2 separate regions of the Hordeum vulgare genome follow, and region 2 is linked to region 1. Evidence: chromatin contacts called from public Hi-C data. All regions are on one chromosome and are shown on one strand. The core of a region is the stretch at or near the end of the contact, and the rest is flanking DNA. Distances in the headings are between cores, read along the strand shown. Region 1 has its middle 52 kb from the start of LOC123440479. Region 2 holds the start of LOC123444813 (protein EARLY RESPONSIVE TO DEHYDRATION 15-like).

The links. A called contact is a pair of places that touch in the nucleus more often than the background predicts.
Region 2: a Hi-C map of leaf shows a contact between it and region 1, with 3 times the contacts expected there. The contact joins the promoter of LOC123444813 here to the enhancer-like site in region 1. A contact is called at or near these places in 2 of 6 Hi-C or Micro-C datasets (leaf and seedling).

What each region holds. Positions count from the first base shown.
Region 1 is chr3H:538,974,684-538,980,493 of MorexV3_pseudomolecules_assembly, reverse strand. No RefSeq gene overlaps it. Among protein-coding and RNA genes, the nearest start is that of LOC123440479, 52 kb to the right of the region's middle. Within about 2 kb of position 2,508, at least 1 of the 3 cell types and tissues checked has open chromatin away from gene starts, as enhancers often do. A contact at or near this core is called in leaf, where this site is marked.
Region 2 is chr3H:539,145,889-539,152,148 of MorexV3_pseudomolecules_assembly, reverse strand. LOC123444813 (protein EARLY RESPONSIVE TO DEHYDRATION 15-like) reads left to right here and starts at 4,052. Exons shown (of 2, transcript XM_045121664.1): 1 at 4,052-4,480; 2 at 4,579-5,025. The coding sequence starts at 4,210. The coding sequence ends at 4,772. It overlaps LOC123444812 (histone-lysine N-methyltransferase ASHR3-like), which reads right to left. Exons shown (of 8, transcript XM_045121660.1): 8 at 4,858-5,469. The coding sequence ends at 5,400.

The DNA of each region.
Region 1 (5,810 bases), core at 1,259-3,758:
TGGTACATCATTTGCGCTTGTGTGATGACCAACTTTGAGTTAACTCTTTGATCTTCATCTTGGTCAACATTTATCTTTGATCCATGATTAATATTGATGTTTTGAAGGCCCTATTTATTTCTTATTAGGCTTCATTGCTTTAAGAAATGATTACCAATATCTCAATTCACCATGACCATATCAAGTTTTTCCATGAATCTCATATTGTCTATAACTTGCTCGTCTTCATGATACACCATAATATCTTGAGAGGCATAATGAATTCTTCTCTTGAATTATTTGATTGAAGACATAATCATCCATGACTCAACATATGAGCTCATCATGATCCTATTTCCAAGTCGACATATGTAGAATTATTCTCTTTAATTATTCTCTCAAGATCTCGATCCATCATGGTTGAAACCATAAGCCAAAGCATGAGAATGTGTGAGATCCTCGATGAACTCCACATAGATCACATCTTGTTCATCACATGGAATTCATCTTGATCGTATCATATTTGATTCAATCATTGAGCTCATCCTTGGTGCATGCACACCAATATGTATATGGCATTCATTTAGAATTCATTCGAGCTCCTTCTTGCATCTTCATGGAACAAACATACTTCAGTTCATCCAATATTGTTCATTCTTCATGCATTGCAAATAGAACATTCCTTCAAATGTATAACTCAATGAAAACATTAGTTCATTAGGATTGTCATCAATTACCAAAACCACACATGGGAACTACATGCACTTTCACATTGGAAATCGGCCTCGGGTGAGCAGCCTCGAACATGAAGGTATATCCCAATTCGTAGTGCCACACCACTGTGCATCAGGTTGTCGAACCCACATATGAACGGGTCAGCTCTATGGCTAGAACTAATCGAGGTTTGTGGTCCCTTTTGCACCTTCCTGGTGGATCTAGCTACCCATGTTTCTAGACCAGTGGGCAAGCTCTCGGTGCCGAGGTGGCGGCGCGAGAAGTTGTTAGGAGGAGAAGGAGGCAGGCCATATAGTGGCAGGGAGAGGAGGGGGCTGGCGACACCATGAATGAGAGGGGAGGTGGTGGGGAAACGAGTGCGCGAGCTACGCCATGGCATGGAGGGGAAGTGCGTGGGAGAGATGGCGAGGACAACATTGTGGCAGGGAGATGAGATGCAGCGAAAATCGATGGCTGGTTGGTTGTGCGGGCAGAGTAGAAGACGGTTGAGTGGTGCATGAGTGAAAGGAATGGCTGGTTTTTTCCCATAAGAAAAGTAGAAATGAGAAGCTTCTATATGTTGACATCAATGCCACATAACATAACAAGTCATTTCTAGAAAAAAACACCAATCAAATGATCTATAGATAGCCTATAATTTACAACTCACCAAAATGAGGGTGCGGCTCACATTGTGTGATGCAATGAAGCTCAAGACAATATTCTTCACATTGTATAAAAATATCTTAAACACATCAAATAGATCTTAGTTTGTAAGAGACAATTACTTGGATCATTAGAGTACATGATATAACTTTTATGCATGCAAATTTTGACATGCACTATGATTATGTCTGCAATTGGGCCAAATATATACATGATCCGTAACAACGCATGCCATTATACTAGCAGTTTTAGTAGTTGAGATATATGTGAAGCCGCAAATCAGCCCTCATTCTGTTTTTCTCACGCAGCTACAGGGGGCTAAAGGCCCAACTGATCTCGGTCTTCAAATTGTCGGCAACGAAGGACCGACTATTAATCGAATCCAGCCGGTCAAAGACAGCCTTATAGATCACTCGAAGGTGAGCTATCCTAGCAAGCAAACCATCCAAACTAACTGAAATCATGCAAAGTAACATCGATTGATCCAACAATATCTTCATGGACACTACTTTTCTGTTGGCGAAGGTAGTCATCGATACTACTGCGTACTTACTGAAATTGTTGTGCTATGTTCTGATCCTACGTATTATTTACCGTGTCTCCCGGCCGATTATAGGCAAGGCAAAATACCTAGGGAGTTGTTTAGAGCAACTCCAATTGCGCGATAAAAACGGACGAGTGATTTGTTTTGTATTCTGAAATTCTGGAAGAGGATGACCCCCTCCCCCTTTCACGTTCGAATTAAAAAAAGACGTCCGGGGATGGGTGACGCGTGGATCCGTGGTAGATGGTCGTCATTAATAAGACGATGATGGTTTTGACCGGGTGTCACATGTTGACGGGCGTGGACATGAGAAGGCCCGCATCATCCGCACCGACGCATTTTAACTTTAAATTTAAACCCGAAATGAGTCATCATGAATGAATAACGAATGCGTTTTAGAAATGGATCGACGTATTAGGCCTTTACTTTTGTGTGCGGTGATGCAAAAAGATCGTAGCGGACGAAATGGGTCAGTTGGAGTTGCTCTTATGATCATGGATTCATGGGTTTAGTCAACTTTTCAAGATGCATACTACTATAATGTATTCGCAATGAGAGGTGTATGGTGTCATTACAGTTTGCCGTGCTGCGAAAGGATAAGGCTCCGTGTATACGTGTGGACCAGCAATGGCTGCGTCTCGATCGATGCCATTTTGGAAGGCGTGCATCGATCGTGCCCGTGGCTACTCTTGCCGAGGTATCAATTCATACTCATTCTCGGAGTTGAAAAGGGCAGGGTTGACTGCAGGTGCAATATGAACTAAACTAGTAAACACTCCTAGTAACAAGAGGCATCAACTCAAAACTCATTCTTAGTTCGTCGACCACCATATATCATGCATATTTTGTCTGACGAGAAATTTGTCCAAGGCACTGGGATGAACATAAACAAGCTTATGCATGCTGTGACCTTTACTGCACTGAAAACTTGATAAACTGCTGCGACAGATGATAATAACTTTGCACAATTCCTTTCACCGGAAGTTGCAATCTCACACAAAAATAGTATTTGACTGGAAGGTGCAAGCTTACACCCAAATTCTAATTCAGAAGTTCAGATGCGAGCAGCGAGCCCCCACGGGAATCGTGATTAACCTAAACTAACCCACGTAACTAACGACAGGCTTGCACGCACGCACGGAGGACGAACGCAGCGATTTGTGTGCGGCGTTCGAGCGGAATTCTTCTGACTTGCAGCACCGGCCGGTACGTGACGATGAGCACCGGATCGAAGCATCATCGATCGCGCTCCTCGGATCATGGGCCAGCCTACGGTGCGAGCATCGAGGGACCATGTGCGCGGGGTGCGCGCATCGGTCCGGCGGCCGGAGGCCCCCTGAATTCGGTGGCCTGATCCCAAGGTTGATCATTGCATCCATGCTGTGTCTTGGACAGAGACGACGCAACGAGGGGCGGGCGTGCATGTAGCCGAGTATATCGACCGACGAGCCTCTCACGCGATCCATGGCCGCCGGACCCGTCGCGAGGCTCAGCCGTTGACCCTGCAGAATATTGCACGCACGGGCAGCGCAGCGCGGTGATCAGTGCGCTCCTTGGGCCGGCTTGTGTATTCGATCTGCCCTGGTCAATGCAGCTCTAGGACTAAGTACGTACATTACGTACAGTTCTTTCATCCAAAAAGTTTTTTCTTCCTCCATCTTCAATTTGTGCAGCACGCAAGTGCACCCTTTTTATAAGCTGGCAGAGATTTCTATGGAAGCTCTCTGTGCGGCTAGTATGCTAATTACGTCATCTTCAACGATGACTTATAAATTTTCTTTGGCATTTTTCCATGGATACACCGCCAACCAATCAACAACTAACTAAATTAACCAAACGAAATTCTTGCATACAAAATGGGTTTCATATAAACCGAACGAAAATATTTACATTTTAAATATATTTTAACTAAAAAACATAAAATTATGTGCACGTCTGGCCGCGTAAAACCCCACTCCTATGACATAGATACAATATACTAGTCTACGGTCAGCCACAGTTGATCCCTTTGTCTTTTCCATGTCCGGCAGCCCTCTCATCAAACCGCGAGGGCCCCAGAGACATATTCTTCCCTTGTATCTTCCCTATGTCCAGCTGCGCCGCTCATTGAAGTGGGAAAGGGGGTGCTTCACCTGAAGAGGAAGCGTGCCTACTTTGTTTCCATGAAGCCGATGTGTGGTTCCACGATGCTTTGCGTTGAGCCGAGCAAGTCACCGGCTGCGCACGCCGGCGACGCGTCGACAGTAGCCTTCCTCGGACCAAAGCGACACATGTCTCCCATGTTTTACTTTCCCTCAATGTTGGCAGCGGATGTGGACGTGCTACCCAATGATACATCTTCAACGTATCTATAATTTTTGATTGTTCCATGTTGTTATATTATCATTCTTGAATGTTTTACAATTATTTTATAGCAACTTTATATAATTTTTGGAACTAACCTATTGACATAGTGCCCGGTGCCAATTGCTATTTTTTACTTGTTTTTTTCCGTCACAGAAAATCAATATCAGATGAAGTCCAAATGCTACAAAACTTTTGGGAGATTTGTTTGAACCAGAAGGAAAAGTGAGAACCAAGGAAGCTCACCAGGGGAGGCCAGGGTGGCCCACTAGGCACCAGGGCACGCCTTGGGCCCCTCGCGCGCCCTGGTGGGTAGTGGGGGCCTCGGGCACCTCCTCCACCGTCTCTTGACTCCATAAATACCCAGATATTCCAGAAACCCTAGAGGAGTCGGCGAAAAATCGTTTCAGCCGTCGCAAGTTCCAGAAGCCACGAGGTCCAATCTAGATCCCTTTCCGGCACCTTGTCGGAGGGGAACCCGATCACGGAGGGGTTTATCATCCTCATTAGTGCTCCTCCGATGATGCGTGAGTAGTTCATATCAGACCTACGGGTCCGTAGGTAATAGCTAGATGGCTTTGTATCTCATTTTGCTTCTCAATACAATGGACTCTTGAAAATCTATTTGATGTAACTCTTTCTCTCGTGGTGTGTTTGTTGGGATCCGATGAAATATGAGTTTATGATCAGATCTATGAAATTATATCCATACTTGATTATTATTGTCTCGTATTTCTTCTTCCATATTTGGGTTTTGTTTGGGCAACTTGATCTTTTCATCTTGCAATGGAAAGAGGTGCTTTGTGATGGATTCGATCTTGCGGTGTTCAATCTCAGTGACAGAAGGAGACATGACACGCATGTATCGTTGCTATTAAGGATAAAACGATGGGGTCTATTCCTACATGAATAGATCTTGTCTACATCATGTCATCATTCTTAAAGCGTCACTCCATTTTTTCATGAACTTAATACACTAGATGCATGCTGGATAGCGGTCGATGTGTGGAGTAATAGTAGTAGATGCAGACAGGAGTCAGTCTACTTGTCTTGGACGTGATGCCTATATACATGATCATTGTCTTGGATATCGTCATAATTATTCGTTCTTCTATTAATTTTCCAATAGTAATTTGTTTACCCACCGTATGCTATTTTCTTGGGAGAAGCCACTAGTGAAACCTACGCCGCCCTGGTCTAATTCTCATCATCTATCTATTTTTCTATTCACGTTTCCAATTTATTTTCTCTTTTATTTTTGGATCTATATTATCAAAAACCCTAAAACACCTTTCTGCATTTTATTTGCCGTTACTTTATTTGCATCTATCAATCTATCTATTTTACCATTTTATCTTACCCACGAGGGATTAACAACCACTACATGCGTTTTGTTGCGAGGATTTGTTGTTTATGTGCAGGTACTGCTTACATGGTCTTGTGGATCTTCCTACTGGCTCGATACCTTGGTTCCAAACTAAGGGAATTCTTGCCGTCGCTGTGCTATATCACCCTTTACACTTGAAAGGAAAAACCAATGGATCAGCAACATCGAACATCCACC
Region 2 (6,260 bases), core at 2,803-5,302, 170 kb before region 1:
CAATGGACTGGTGCAAGCATCTCGGAGTTGGAATATATATACTTTGATGAGATGATCAAAGATTTTGGGTTTGTACAAGGTTTATGAGAAACTTGTATTTCCAAAGAAGTGAGTGGGAGCACTATAGAATTTCTGATAAGTATATGTGGTTGACATATTGTGGATCAGAAGTAATGTAGAATTTCTGTAAAGCATACAAGGTTGTTTGAAAGGAGTTTTTCAAAGGATTGCGCTACTTGAACGTTGAGCATCAAAGATCTATGGAGATAGATCAAAAGCGCTTAATAGAAGTTTCAACAAGATGCATGCCTTGACAAGTTTTTGGAGGAGTTCAAAATAGATCAGTAAAGAAGGAGTTCTTGGTTGCGTTGTAAGGTGTGAATTTGAGTAAGACTCAAAACCCGACCACGGCAGAATAAAGAGAATAGACGAAGGTCGTCTTCTATGCCTTAGCTGTAGAATCTAAAAGTATGCCATGCTGTGTACCGCGCCTGATGTGTGCCTTGACTCAAAGTATGTTGAGAGGTACAGAGAGTGATCCATGATTGAATCACTAGCAGCGGTCAAAATTTGTCCTTAGTAACTAATGGACTAAGGAATTTTTCTCGATTATGGAGGTGGTTAAAGAGTTCATCGTAAAGGGTTACGTCGATGCAAGCTTTGACACTAATCCGAATAACTATGAGTAGTGAAACGGACTCGTATAGTAGAGTAGATATTTGGAGCATTTCCGAATAGCACGTAGTAGCAACATCTATAAGATGACATAAATATTTGTAAAGAACGCACGGATCTGAAAGTTTCAGAACCGTTGACTAAAACCTCTCTCACGAGCAAGACGTGATCAGACCCCATAACTATATGGGTGTTGGATTCGTTGGAATCACATGGTGATGTGAACTAGATTATTGACTCTAGTGCAAGTGGGAGACTGTTGGAAATATGCCCTAGAGGCAATAATAAATTAGTTATTATTATATTTCTTAGTTCATGATAATCGTTTATTATCCATGTTATAATTGTATTGATTGGGAACACAATACTTGTGTGGGTACATAGACAAAACACTGTCCCTAGTAAGCCTCTAGTTGACTAGCTCGTTGATCAAAGATGGTCAAGGTTTCCTGGCCATAGGCAAGTGTTGTCACTTGATAACGGGATCACATCATTAGGAGAATCATGTGATGGACTAGACCCAAACTAAATAGACGTAGCATGTTGATCGTGTCATTTTGTTGCTACTGTTTTCTGCGTGTCAAGTATTTGTTCCTATGACCATGAGATCATATAACTCACGGACACCGGAGGAATGCTTTGTGTGTATCAAACCTCGCAACGTAACTGGGTGACTATAAAGATGCTCTACAGGTATCTCCGAAGGTGTTCGTTGAGTTAGTATGGATCGAGACTGGGATTTGTCGCTCCGTGTGACGGAGAGGTATCTCGGGGCCCACTCGGTAATACAACATCACACACAAGCCTTGCAAGCAATGTGACTTAGTGTAAGTTACGGGATCTTGTATTACGGAACGAGTAAAGAGACTTGCCGGTAAACGAGATTGAAATAGGTATGCGGATACTGACGATCGAATCTTGGGCAAGTAACATACCGAAGGACAAAGGGAATGACATACGGGATTATATGAATCCTTGGCACTGAGGTTCAAACGATAAGATCTTCATAGAATATGTAGGATCCAATATGGGCATCCAGGTCCCGCTATTGGATATTGACCGAGGAGTCTCTCGGGTCATATCTACATAGTTCTCGAACCCGCAGGGTCTGCACACTTAAGGTTCGACGTTGTTTTATGCGTATTTGAGTTATATGGTTGGTTACCGAATGTTGTTCGGAGTCCCAGATGAGATCACGGACGTCACGAGGGTTTCCGGAATGGTCCGGAAACGAAGATTGATATATAGGATGACCTCATTTGATTACCGGAAGGTTTTCGGAGTTACTGGGAATGTACCGGGAATGACGAATGGGTTCCGGGAGTTCACCGGGGGGGCAACCCACCCCGGGGAAGCCCATAGGCCTTGAGGGTGGCACACCAGCCCTTAGTGGGCTGGTGGGACAGCCCAAAAGGCTCTATGCGCCAAGGAGAAGAAAATCAAGAGAGAAAGAAAAAAAAAAGGAGGAGGTGGGAAGGAAGGGGGACTCCCTCCCACCAAACCTAGTCCAACTCGGTTTGGGGGGGGGAGAGTCCTCCCCCTTGGACTCGGCCGACCCCCTTGGGGCTCCTTGAGCCCCAAGGCAAGGTCCCCTCCCTCCCACCTATATATACGGAGGTTTTAGGGCTGATTTGAGACGACTTTTCCACGGCAGCCCGACCACATACCTCCACGGTTTTTCCTCTAGATCGCGTTTCTGCGGAGCTCGGGCGGAGCCCTGCTGAGACAAGGTCATCACCAACCTCCGGAGCGCCGTCACGCTGCCGGAGAACTCTTCTACCTCTCCGTCTCTCTTGCTGGATCAAGAAGGCCGAGATCATCGTCGAGCTGTACGTGTGCTGAACGCGGAGGTGCCGTCCGTTCGGTACTAGATCGTGGGACTGATCGCGGGATTGTTCGCGGGGCGGATCGAGGGATGTGAGGACGTTCCACTACATCAACCGCGTTCACTAACGCTTCTGTTGTACGATCTACAAGGGTACGTAGATCACTCATCCCCTCTCGTAGATGGACATCACCATGATAGGTCTTCGTGCGCGTAGGAAAATTTTTGTTTCCCATGCGACGTTCCCCAACAATTTTCAATGCTCACCTTGAAGTATGGATACCATCTTGGGCTTCCTCAAATCTTGGGTGGAGTCCGGCCAGATGGTCTCCTAATCATCTCTCCTCTAAGCTCCCCAACAACAAAAAGCACCTACTTGAAGTACCTAGAGATGGTCTCCATTGATCTCCTGAAAGTGTTATGAATGACCCTGAACCTTTATTTATGGCCAACAACATGGAGGAACATTGCCACTTGCTCTTCCACACAAGTGTTGATGTTATCTTGTAGCAGCCCCCTGATCCTGAAGGTCTCGACAAGCCTGGCAAATGGTGCTCTTTTCATTCGAAGCATCCAGAGAGCCTCGACGTCATTGCCGTTGCAGATGTAGTTCAGATTTTGGATCCTCTCTTGATCCCGGATAAACATTGGACCATAGCGGATCAAAGGTCTCCCAACACGACGAACAACTCTCTGGTGCATGAACATGACCCATGCCTCAATCACACTTATCAGTGTTGCTGCCTGAAATATCAGACTCATCCGTGCGTCCATAACCTAGTCGACATCGATGGTTCGTTCAGTGGGAAATCGATCTTACACCTTGCCTAACGACCTAACCACCGACCTAACAAAGGAGGGAGGGGGTGTTGCTTACCGACATCGGAGACGAGGACGACGTAGGGGGGGGGCATGGCCAACAGCAAGGGGAGCACCAGATCCGTCGCAAACGTCGGTGCCTTTTCCGCCGCCGCCGCCTCTAGCGCATATCTGAAATCGCAGTCGCCGCCGGTGGTGAGGCAGTAGGGAAGAAAGTGGTTATGGGTGAGCGGATAGAAAGAGGGGTGAGGCTAATTTGGCGCCGGGATGGCGTGCCAGATTTCCCATCTCGTGCCATCCCCCTCGCCCTCGCGTCGCACCCGCCCGTGCGACCTCACGCCGCTCAGCCTGGCTCGCGAGAAACTGTCGATCCGAACGTTTCCAGCGAGCCATGCTTTGAGAAGCGTGCGATGCAGACATAACAGTGAAACCAGGAAATCAAACAAGCATCTTCCTTCCTGTGCGGATCTGGTTAAGCTCGATGCGGGAACCAAACACGTCCTAAATATCTCATATACTCCCTTCGTAAATTAATATAAAAACGTTTAGATCATTACTTTGATACGGTATGGCGCACGGAAATAATGCGATCCTTGGGGTTGGGGACCAGCACGGCCGATAGGAAAACAGCGTGCCATACCCATCGCATCCCGTGGTAATAGCCACCGCAACGGATAAGAACGCCACAACGGATAAGACCGGCCAGCCAAGAGAAAAGATCCAAGAAGCGCACTATAATATCGTGATCACCCCACGCCGTACCTGTCTGTCACCGTCCATTCCCATCCCATCCCATCCCACTCCACCAGTCCACACCGCAGCAGCACTCCAGTGAGCTCGAAACCGAGAGGGCAAGAAGAGGAGGAACCGATACAGCACTACAGGCAACCATGGAGGTGGTGACCGGCAGCAACGGCGGGAGGCTGAACCCGTGGGCGGAGCCCTTCGTGCCGGGGAGCTGGTGCCGCCCCGCCCCCGTGGAGGCTGCGGCGTCGGCGGAGGTCGAGGACTTCTCCCCCGAGTGGTGGCGCCTCGTCGCCTCCTCGCCGTCCTTCCGCGACAGCTGGCTCCGCGACTACGGCGACATGGGTCTTCTGGACGCCGACGAGTGCCCGGACGACGGCGACGCCTTCTTCCCTCCTCCGGCGCTGCCGCGCAACGGTACGTGACCAGACCGGCCCAGATCTACTACTTCTCTGCACCCTTTTCTTCACGGTTGTTGGCCTTGTTGTTAAACCTGCCACCGTGGTTCTCAGCAGAGGGAGAGGGGAGGAAGGAAGAAGCCGCCGTCAAGAAGAGTGGGGGCGAGGTGGCGCCCTGGGGGATCGAGAAGTGGTGGCGGGCGCACGTCGCCTCGCCGCCGGAGGTCCCGAAGTACGCGGAGAAGGCGCCTGCTAAGGTCCTCGGCGGCGGCGGCAGGTTCAGCCCCCGCACCATCCAGCAGCCTCGCTAAGGGACCGGCGAATCTCGTCGCTCCGTGTCCATCCACCGAGATCTTGGCATAAATGAGGAAAATATACTAGAAAAAAATAGTAATCCTAGTTGTTCTGCGAGCTCTCCTGCTCCGGATAATCTTGTTGTGTCGTTGTAGTTTGAGTTTTCAGCCAAAGATCGGGCGAAGGTCAATTGCGCTGCGTATGTACAGTTGTCTGTAAATGGTGTAGTCTGTAATAAGATGCAGTGATACAATGGCTATTCAGTGCAAATGGTTCTCCATTTTTCGTCGCCTCATCTTTGGCGCTGTGATCTTTTAAACGTTGAAAGATGGATCATGAACCACAATGCTGCGTATACATTTCTGATGGAGAAAAGCAGAGATTCAACTTTGCAATCCAGAATGACTAAACTGAATTACTACACTACTTGTGATAAGAACTAGCTAAAGAGTGTTATACTACTACTGCTATATTCACACTTGTTACGGAGTAAAATCTGCACACTTGAAAGAAGAGTGGGTACGCTGCTCAATCAATCTTCGCTATACATTCCAGTTCCTTCTATGTACTTTTGCATTGAGCCACAGCTTCCCTCGGTTAGAGCTGCTATGTACCTCCTCTTGGACAGTCATTCTTTTTACCTATCACAGCTTCCCTCGGCAGTTTTCAGCACCACAGAAACATTCCGTCTGTGGACCAAAATGTTGTTCGAAGCTACAAGATGGACCAAAAACAAAAATAGAAAAAACTGAGATGATAGAGTACATCATAAAACATCTATCGTGAGGTAACTAGAGCATCTCTTCTGTGTATTTGCAACACTAATTTTCCAAGTGAAGCAATATATGGAGGGAAAAAAATTAGTGCTTCCGCAATGCTAAATATTTTACTCAGGTTCAGTGCTATATGTCAAAGATAAATCCAGAATCCAGGGCGGTTAATCTGTCTGTCATTTACCATTTCACACTAAACTATGCCTGAGTACGATCGTGATTATGTCTCAACCCTAAGCTTGTTTTCAACAAGTAATCAACCATTATTGTGTTAAGAAATACTCCCTCCGTCCTATAATATATCCTATAATATAAGAATGTTTTCGAAGCTGTTTTAGCTTCAAAAACGTTCTTATATTATGGGACGGAGGGAGTAAACAACAACAAAGCCTTTTGTCCCAAACAAGTTGGGGTAGACTATATTGTGTTACGAAATTCTGTAAAAAAGACAAGAACTTAAAACTATAATAACAATTATGACTTGATGCCTCTGGAGAATTAATATCAATATACAGTGGCGGTGCCACATGCAAATCGCCGATATGTTCTTATATTGCATCAGAATACTTTAAGTTTGAAAGATTTCAGGAAGGTTGAAAATTGACACCGTGGAGTATTGTATCTAGCATCACCACTGCTGACATATCCTTTCCAGGTAAACCTAGTATTATCACTAGGATTTTATTTTTATTTATCTATGGTGTCAGTTTGTATTGACTAATGTAAAGCCAG